Linked DNA regions of Gossypium hirsutum: region 2 is linked to region 1. Evidence: chromatin contacts called from public Hi-C data. All regions are on one chromosome and are shown on one strand. Each heading gives the region's core, a stretch centred on a gene start, on an enhancer-like site or on the middle of the called end of the contact. The rest is flanking DNA. Distances are from core to core; before and after follow the strand shown. Region 1 holds the start of LOC107922303 (protein ASPARTIC PROTEASE IN GUARD CELL 1). Region 2 holds the start of LOC107922148 (kinesin-like protein KIN-4A).

The links. A called contact is a pair of places that touch in the nucleus more often than the background predicts.
Region 2: a contact with region 1 is called in a Hi-C map of callus, with 2.8 times the contacts expected there. The contact joins the promoter of LOC107922148 here to the promoter of LOC107922303 in region 1. A contact is called at or near these places in 2 of 34 Hi-C or Micro-C datasets (callus and leaf).

Annotation. Positions count from the first base shown.
Region 1 is chrD01:20,547,337-20,551,581 of Gossypium_hirsutum_v2.1, forward strand. It overlaps LOC107922303 (protein ASPARTIC PROTEASE IN GUARD CELL 1), which reads right to left and starts at 1,596. Exons shown (of 12, transcript XM_016852279.2): 1 at 1,273-1,596; 2 at 1,070-1,190; 3 at 304-731; 4 at 51-207. The coding sequence starts at 1,520.
Region 2 is chrD01:21,121,826-21,126,138 of Gossypium_hirsutum_v2.1, forward strand. LOC107922148 (kinesin-like protein KIN-4A) reads right to left here and starts at 2,282. Exons shown (of 26, transcript XM_016852021.2): 1 at 1,465-2,282; 2 at 1,166-1,309; 3 at 933-1,082; 4 at 449-702; 5 at 63-247. The coding sequence starts at 1,590.

The DNA.
Region 1 (4,245 bases), core at 346-2,845:
CTAGCAAACAAACTCAATTTAGCACGAAGCTCAAAGCTATTAGATCTTACAGCATCCCTAAATGCAACAAAAGCATCTTTTTGGAAGTAAGCATATGTGGTGCCACTGTCCAAAACTGTTCCATGCCTTCCATCAAAGACCCCAGTAGGTAGCTTCAATCGCTTACCAGCAACATGCATTTCCTTAAGCTCAATGTTATAGTAAGGGCTGTAGACATTCAAAAACTACAGTGAATGCGTAACAAGAACCAGATAAATTCTTAGGACATGCATTAACAAATACAATACTGTAAAAGAAGGATACCTGCGGAAAGGGTCTGAATGGGAGAACACCATTTCAGGGGGAGGAGTGATTTTTCCAAGAACCATTGCACCTCCACCAACATCCATCCCACCATAACACAAAGAAAACGAATCACCAATAACACTCTTATCAACAAGTTGATCCACAATACTAAGCTGGCCCCGACCCAAACCCATTATACCATCAGCCCGTTGGCTATAAAGGTCACCTGTTTCCCTATTTTCACACCCAAAAACAGCACGCTGTGGCACAAGTTCACTTTCATTCCCAAAAGAAACAATATCCTCCCCAAGCACACCACTGCTGGAACTCATCTCAGCATACCGTCTATCATAAGTGCATTGCTTTTGCTCATCATCACAATTACAACTCGGATTGCATTTTACAGGTTGATAAGTGCTAGACAAATCTGGTTGGAACCTTGGATCCTGGATTGCAACAAGAGATCAATATTACCATAAAATCACCAGTTCCCAAATTAATCTCTAATAGATCTGTAAATCAAGAAATTAGACAAAGATTCTAAAAATAGCAGCAAAGCGTAACTCACTTCACTTTCTCATTCGAACGATAAAAATTTAAGACTCAAAATTCTCAATTTAACTTAATTAAAATTCTACTAAACTAATAATTCGCTAGTTTCAAATTGATCAAGTTAATAATCTCAATCTCAATTCAAACAAAGGCATCAAATTTCAAACTTGATTAATTATAATTAAGAACTGGGAAAGTTGAAGTGCACGAACTTGACAAGACAGAACCGAACCTGATGCTTGCCGCAATGCGCACAACTGGAGCAAGGAACGTAAGTTACAGTACTTCCGGTGTCGACGATAAGAGCAAATTCCTGAGGTGGCGTTCCAATCCATAACCGAGTAGTATAATAACTGGAAATTCAAAAAAAAAAAACTCAATATTCGAAAAATCAAAAAGAGGAAAAAAACTAAACATTTTTTATAGGAGAGAGACCCGTTGGAGAGGAGATCATCATAAAGTCTCATGCGAGCGTTTGGAGTGGAAGAAGAGAGTCCCGATTGCTGCAGATGACGGCGGATATTGTCCAAGTGGCGCTGCTGGGAATGATTGCGTGAGGTCAGTTGCAGAGGAAGGAGCATCGGCCGTGGATGATGATCTTTTGCGTCGACGGTGAAGAAATTGAAGCAGATCAGGGCACAGACAATAATGGAGGAAGTTAGGTGAAGCCAAGTTCGAGCCATGGCGCGTTACTTTGGCTACAGATTGCGGTCAACGACGACAGCTGCAGACAAAGCACCCGATAGATTACAGTCCCTTTAGAAATGGAAATTGGTTCTTTTATTAGAGTTAGCAATGGGCGGGGCGGACCGGTTACTTTTTTACCCGCCCCGATATTCTTCCGTCTTATCCCTCTATTTGCAACATAAACCCAATCACATGCAAGTATAATTAAAATTTAACTTAAATTTTTTTTAACTAATACATATTAAAAAACTATATTTTTTAAATTTAAATAAATAAATTAAATACTTTTCTAATACACAATATTTAATAAACCTAATTTGAATAAATAATAAATATTTAATAAATTTATAATGACACAAAAATAAATTAAGTATTATTATAAAACATTTTATAATCCATAAATCAACAACCCTCATTTAAAAATTTTACTATAAGAGTTTATTATTTTTTAAATTAACATTATATATAATATTTCAATGACATAATGATAAATTTAGCATTAAAATTTACATTTTTTTTGTCAATTTAATCCTTATTTTTTGAGTTAAATTTGGTCATTGATATTTCAGAAACAATTAAATTACTTTTTGTAACAAAAATGTTAAGTAAAACATTAATTTTTAATGATATTGGCATGACAACCACATAATAATTTATATGTACTTCATGATGACATGACAATATTTTATCTTATATGTCATATCAATAAATAATTTAAAATTATAAAAAATATTCAAAAAATAAAAATAAAAATAAATTATAAAACGTTCAAAAAATTAGTATAAAGTATACATGAATTGTCATGTAAAGAGCTATATTTAAAAAAGATAACGTTTTAGTTATTATTTTTGAAAAATTGATGGATAAATTTAACTCTTTTTAAAAATGTTGATAGTCAAATTTAACTTACAAAAAAAAGCTAAATTGATAAAAGATATAAACGTTAATTACTAAACTTGTCATTATACCTATTTTAAATAATAATTTTTCTTTAAAAATTTTAAACAACATATCATCACTATTATTTGACTTTGAACATATTGTCACAAATAATAATTAATTCAAGATTATTTTAAATATTAAAATTTTTATTCTTAATTTATATGTATCATAATAGAAATTATAAAAATTATAAAAACTAAACATTTATATTATTTTGTTTTTACTTTCTTAAACAGAGTATTTCTAAAGGTTAACATATGTTGTTAGCCCCTATACTTTGATAAAATTTGAGATTTAGTCCTTATACTTTAAAAGTGAGAGAATTCAATCATCCTACCTTTTCAACTTAATAACCCTAGTCTAATCATAATTGTCGTTTGTAGTTTCAATTAAAATTTGTCAATGTAACATGTTAACTTTTCGTCAATCATATGTCGCGTCGTATGAGAGCAACTTAACAAATATGTCAAATTAATAATTTTTATTGAAAATACTTACAATACTTACAATTTTAATGATTGGATTGAGATTTTTAAATCAAGAAAATATGAGTTAATTTTTAAGTATAGGGACTAAATACAAATTTTGTCAAAATATAGGGACTAATAGCATATTTTAACCATTTCTAAAATGTTACAAATTTTGTACAATTTTTTTAAAATATAATATATTTTAATTGATATTGCTAGGCTATTAGGATCTATAAAAATAAAACCTACTTGAGAATATGAGATCAATAGAAAGTGACAAGTAAGGTTGTATCTACAGAGATCGGTAATAATTTTATTTCTTAAACAAAAACAAATAAAGTGAATAAAAGAGAGGTTTTTATAAAATAAAAAATAAATTCAAATTAAAAACTAAAAGAAAGAACACAATAATTAAAAGTTTTAGGAAAATCAATGATAAAAGGCTATAGCCAAATGTAAAATCTCCATTTGATTTATAGATTCAACCGTCAATTCAAGGATGTCTACAATGCCTTTAGTTATAGTTGCTAACTTAGCGCCAGATAATCAATCTCTCCTTACTTGTTGAATAACCAAGAGACAACTCGTTTGAAATTACTTCCCTAACCAATAAATAATTCTGTAACTCAGCGCCCAAGATTTAACTTACTAGCAGCATTAAGAACGAGAGAGGTCTAATTTTAACAAACAAACTGACCTCAACGAAATTTATTTAATTTAGATCACACATCCACACCATATAATCATAAATTATGACATAAACAATTTATGCAGTTCGTCACTAGTATTAGAATGAATTAAATATTTATTGATTTAATTATTTTAACTGATAAGGAAACCATTCTAAGCTATTAATATCGACCAAATATTTAACAAACCTCAACAATTGTAATTATAACAGAAGATGCATGAATACTAAAAAAAGAAAAAGAAAAAATCCATTGTGGACAAATACTCCAAGTACCACATGCAACTTTATATTTGAGGCCATGAATTTAACTTTGATCCTGATGTCCATAATAACTTTCTTGAGCATCCTGACATAAGAGGAAAATGCACCAAGAAGCTTGACAAGATAACCAATGAAATAACTGGTGGTGTGGCTACTTGTTGGCTTGAAAGTGACATTATTTCACCAACTAAACTGACTAATTGCAAAAGGTGGTTGTAAGAAATTAGATCTCCTTAAAGCACAAATCTCCTGTTAAAGAGAGTTAGGAAGGCTACTCTATAAGATTGGGAAAAGGGTCTCTTTCAATCTGGGCAAACAAGTAATTGCAAATACTGAATCGACTACTACAAGGGAATT
Region 2 (4,313 bases), core at 1,032-3,531, 580 kb after region 1:
CAATTACCATGTTTGGGTGGGGAAGATTACTTTAATGGAACAAAATAAAAATGATAACTAACCTTCTTTAAAACGCATCCCATCGGAACCTGTTCTTTTTGCTCTCTCTGATCCAGCAAGATCTACTAAATGTAACTTGGCACAAAGATATTCTTCACTCATAGAATCATTAGGATTTCCATCTCCGGAAACAGGGTTGAGTTTACGCATTTGCTCTAAGGTGATTGTGAATATTGCATGTGAGCGACTATACAACCAAATAAGGAAAGCCAAAAAAATTTGTCATTATAGAAAATTATTACTGTGGCATATTACCTGAAATTTTGGTATATAAAAAAATTATCAAAATTTGCATTTAGCAAATCATATAAAACCAAGAAAAAGGTAAAACTAAAAGAAGTAATTACTAAATAATACTTAATTTAACAAGAACCGAGAATGAATAAACCTTGACTGATTGTTCATGTTTGTACTCCCTGTAGCCCTACTCAAAGATCCCTGTTCTAAGCACGCACCCATTTCTTTTAATGTACTGACACTAACTTCAGTAGATCCTGCCAGTGTAATAACACCATCTGATGATTCACGAATCTGTATTGGCGGTTTTCCAGGGACATTTACTTTCCCAGTATTCGCACTTGCAGTATCTGATTTGTTCAAAAAAGTAGGATCCAACAAATCTCGCACTTCTTCTTTCAGGATCTTTACATCAAAATTAGATAAAAATTATGCATGTCAGGTCTACAAAGTAGGAAGAGCTAGTCAAGCCAGTTGTGATACTTATAATGATGCAAACAAGAGTTCTCGATCACATAAACCAAAAGATATATTCATAAAATGGATATCTCATACATGAAGGGCGAAGCTTTTACAACAACAGGTATTACAGCAAAGTAGAAAAACAAAATGAAATGTTTGGTTCTTTAACAAACCTCAATGAAGGACACATGCAATTGAAATTCGATTTGATGTTTTAGATTTTCAATCTTGCTGAACAAAGCATTCATTACTTGAGGAATGATTCCTGTTTGAGAGCCATCTTTGAAGCCTGTGCCCATAGTATATGTTTTACCTGATCCAGTCTGAAATAATTTTTCAAACTTCAATTGGAAGGAAAACAAAAACAGCAATATTTAGGTGTGTGTTGTGAGAGATTCAGCTGTACCTGACCATAAGCAAGAACAGTAGCATTATATCCTAAGAATAAGCCATCAACAAGTGGCACAATGCATTCCTCAAACATCCAAGAAGGAGAACTGGTGCTCCCATACACATGATCAAATGTAAAGGAATGTGTCCCAATTTGTACCTGCAGCATAGCAAAATATCCATTAGTTAATTCTGATTGATCAATCATTCAAGCATCCAAAAGATCCAGATCTCCAAATACTTCAAATTAACCCCAAAATCATCCATTTGAAAGCACTTAAAAGAATTAAGGTCTGCATTAATAAGTGACAGTACCTGAGGTTTTCCTGGGATGACAGTAACGCAGTCTTTACAACCTTGAACCTTCTCATCACCGATAAGTGGTCTTACATGAACCGCAACCTTAACACAACATTCCTCTGAACCTCCACCAACTTCCATACGAAACAGCTAAAAGAAAATTCCACAAAGAGAGAGAAGAAGAAAACCCCAAAAAGTAAAATATTTATTTTCTTCTTTTCCTTGTAAAAAAACCCTTCTCATGGACAATGGGTTGCTGCTGCTGTTGTTCGGAAATGTAAGAAAAAATAAAGAAGAAACTGTAGAAGAGGGAAGGGTAGTTGAGGAATGAGAGGGAATGGGATAGCATAACCATAGAAGTATACAAAGCAGAAAGTTTAACTGCAGTGATAACAACTACTGTCATTTTCCCTAGCCTTCACATAAAAAATCGTCATGTAAAAGAAAAAGGAAAAGAACTTTCGTAACACTCTTCCCCTTTTTATCCTACTTTTTTGCTTACTGCAAATCTCAATTTCCCATGTTCCTCTGTTTCTTATTATGACCTTCATGGAGTTTCGTCTTTGTCCTTATCTTTACAGCTCTACCCCTTTTAGCTCCATTTTTTTCTGGGTTTTGGTTAAAAATTTAAAAAAAAAAAAGAAAGATAGATAAGTGCTCCTAAAACCACGTATTATGAGGATGAAAATTTCATGATTGTGCTCAGGATATGGTCGATAAACAGGGATGACCACGCCATCATCCTCTGTGGTAAGAGTATTATTTTATAAAGGTTCGATATAAGTAATTCCACTCCCCCACAGCACATAAGCCGCGTGATTGGAATCATATATGCCATTTCTAAAAGTAAAAACCACTTTGTTATTTGTATCCTACATTTTTTTTTGTTATCGTTCTCTGTTATCTGTAGAAGTTTACTAAAGTTATGTTTTAAATATATTATTATGAATAATATTATGTCAATTTATAAAATTTTAATTGTCAAAATTTAACATTTGGAAAATATAGAAGTTTGAAATAATCTAATTTGAATAAATATAATTATTTTTGGGACTAAAATTATGTACTGATTCGGACTAAAATAGATCAAATAAAAAATATAAAAATTAAATTCACAACTTTCATAAAGTAGAAGATCTAATAGCAAAAGTTAACCTATCTTTTTCTTACTAAATTCGTTTTGTTTTCCCATAATTTTAATTTTTAAAAGATGATGTTCTAATATTACTTCCCCAATAGTTTATAAATTGTATATAAAATCAAACAAGTTCTGAACCAAAAAAAAAAAAATCAATGAAACAAGCAATACATACTCATTTGTGATCACAGACCTCTATTATATGTTCTAATAAATTAAAGAAATAAAATTGACGAAAAGCTAACCCAGGAAAGAAGAAATGGCACAAAAAGAAGAAAAAGAACCCAGAAATGGGCCTCTCTGTATTCTTTTTTACTGATTCTGTGGCAGTTAATTAAATTCGTGTTTTTTGGGTTTCCTTTTGTTGTGATGTGCATGTTTGGAGCCACTAAATTGCACCATCAATACTCTTGTAAAAAATGCAATTTGGAAAAGAAGGCCCCACTTCCACTTCTTTTAATTTTATTATTTTTATGTTAGTATTTAATTGAAATATTTATTTTATTATATTCTTATAAAACAACTTATCAACATAAATATAAAAACTGAATCAAATATTTTTCACAAAATTCATACAATTAAATTTATATTATATTTAGACATGTGGATGGAGCTGTTTGCTTATATAAAAATGCTAAATTGGGTTTATATCCTTATGCACTTTTAATTTAAATAAATTATGTGCATCACAAGTAACTTCAAATTAAAAGCCTCATTAGGTTACCTAAACTTTGGATACCTTTTTCTTAACACCATTCATTATTAGTTTTAGGTTGGATCTTATTCAATTATTCTGATGGCATATTGATATTCATTTTTTTCATAAATTATTTTAAATTTATCGTTTTTCTAATATTTAATATATGCATATAAAAATTACCAGCAAATAAATGAGTTCAAAAGATTTTCAAATATAAAATAATTATCAATCTAATATACACATGCTCGTATAAATAGCTTGTGTCAACTCTCTTTAATTCACACATATTCAAAAACAAAACTAGAATGGTTAAAAATTTCATTGAAATTTTAGTTAAAAAGTTTATAGAAAAATTTATTTAAATATTTTTCTATAAAAATAATCAATGATTTAAAACGATTATGTAATTTTAGAGCCTAAAGAAGAACTAATAAGTTAATTGAGAGTACAGGGCGACACTTTAGGTCGATAAATCAGCGGACTGCTCCGGTTGTTGCAACATTTAGAGAGGATGTCGCGACAATGAAGTTCGAATCAAAAGGGGAATATACAACCATCGATGTTGCAACAACCACCACTTAATATCACGACACCCTACTTCAAACAAAGAGGGGGAGCATTCGGCGTGCAATGTCGCGACGCTAATCTGACGAAACCCAAAATTATTGCATGGGTGTTTTTGTTTGCACAACCTTAAATAACTTGTAACTCAACCTTTGTTTGACCTAATTTGGTCATAATACATGTAATATATAAATAATAGCTCAAAACAACATATTACAAGGGTTCAAAAAGTTTTTCATACCTTTGATTTAGGTTTTTAGTTTTCTTTTATGTTTGCTTAATCTGAAGATTTCTATTCCAAAGTTAGACAATTGTGAGTAGAGATTGTTCTAGATGCGAGCATTTCCATTAATAAATTTATGAGTATTCTTTTCCCTATTCTATTTGTTAGAATTAAGTGACTTGAATCATTATTTAAATAAAATACAGTGGTAAAATAAAATAAAAGTAAAAATCATATAG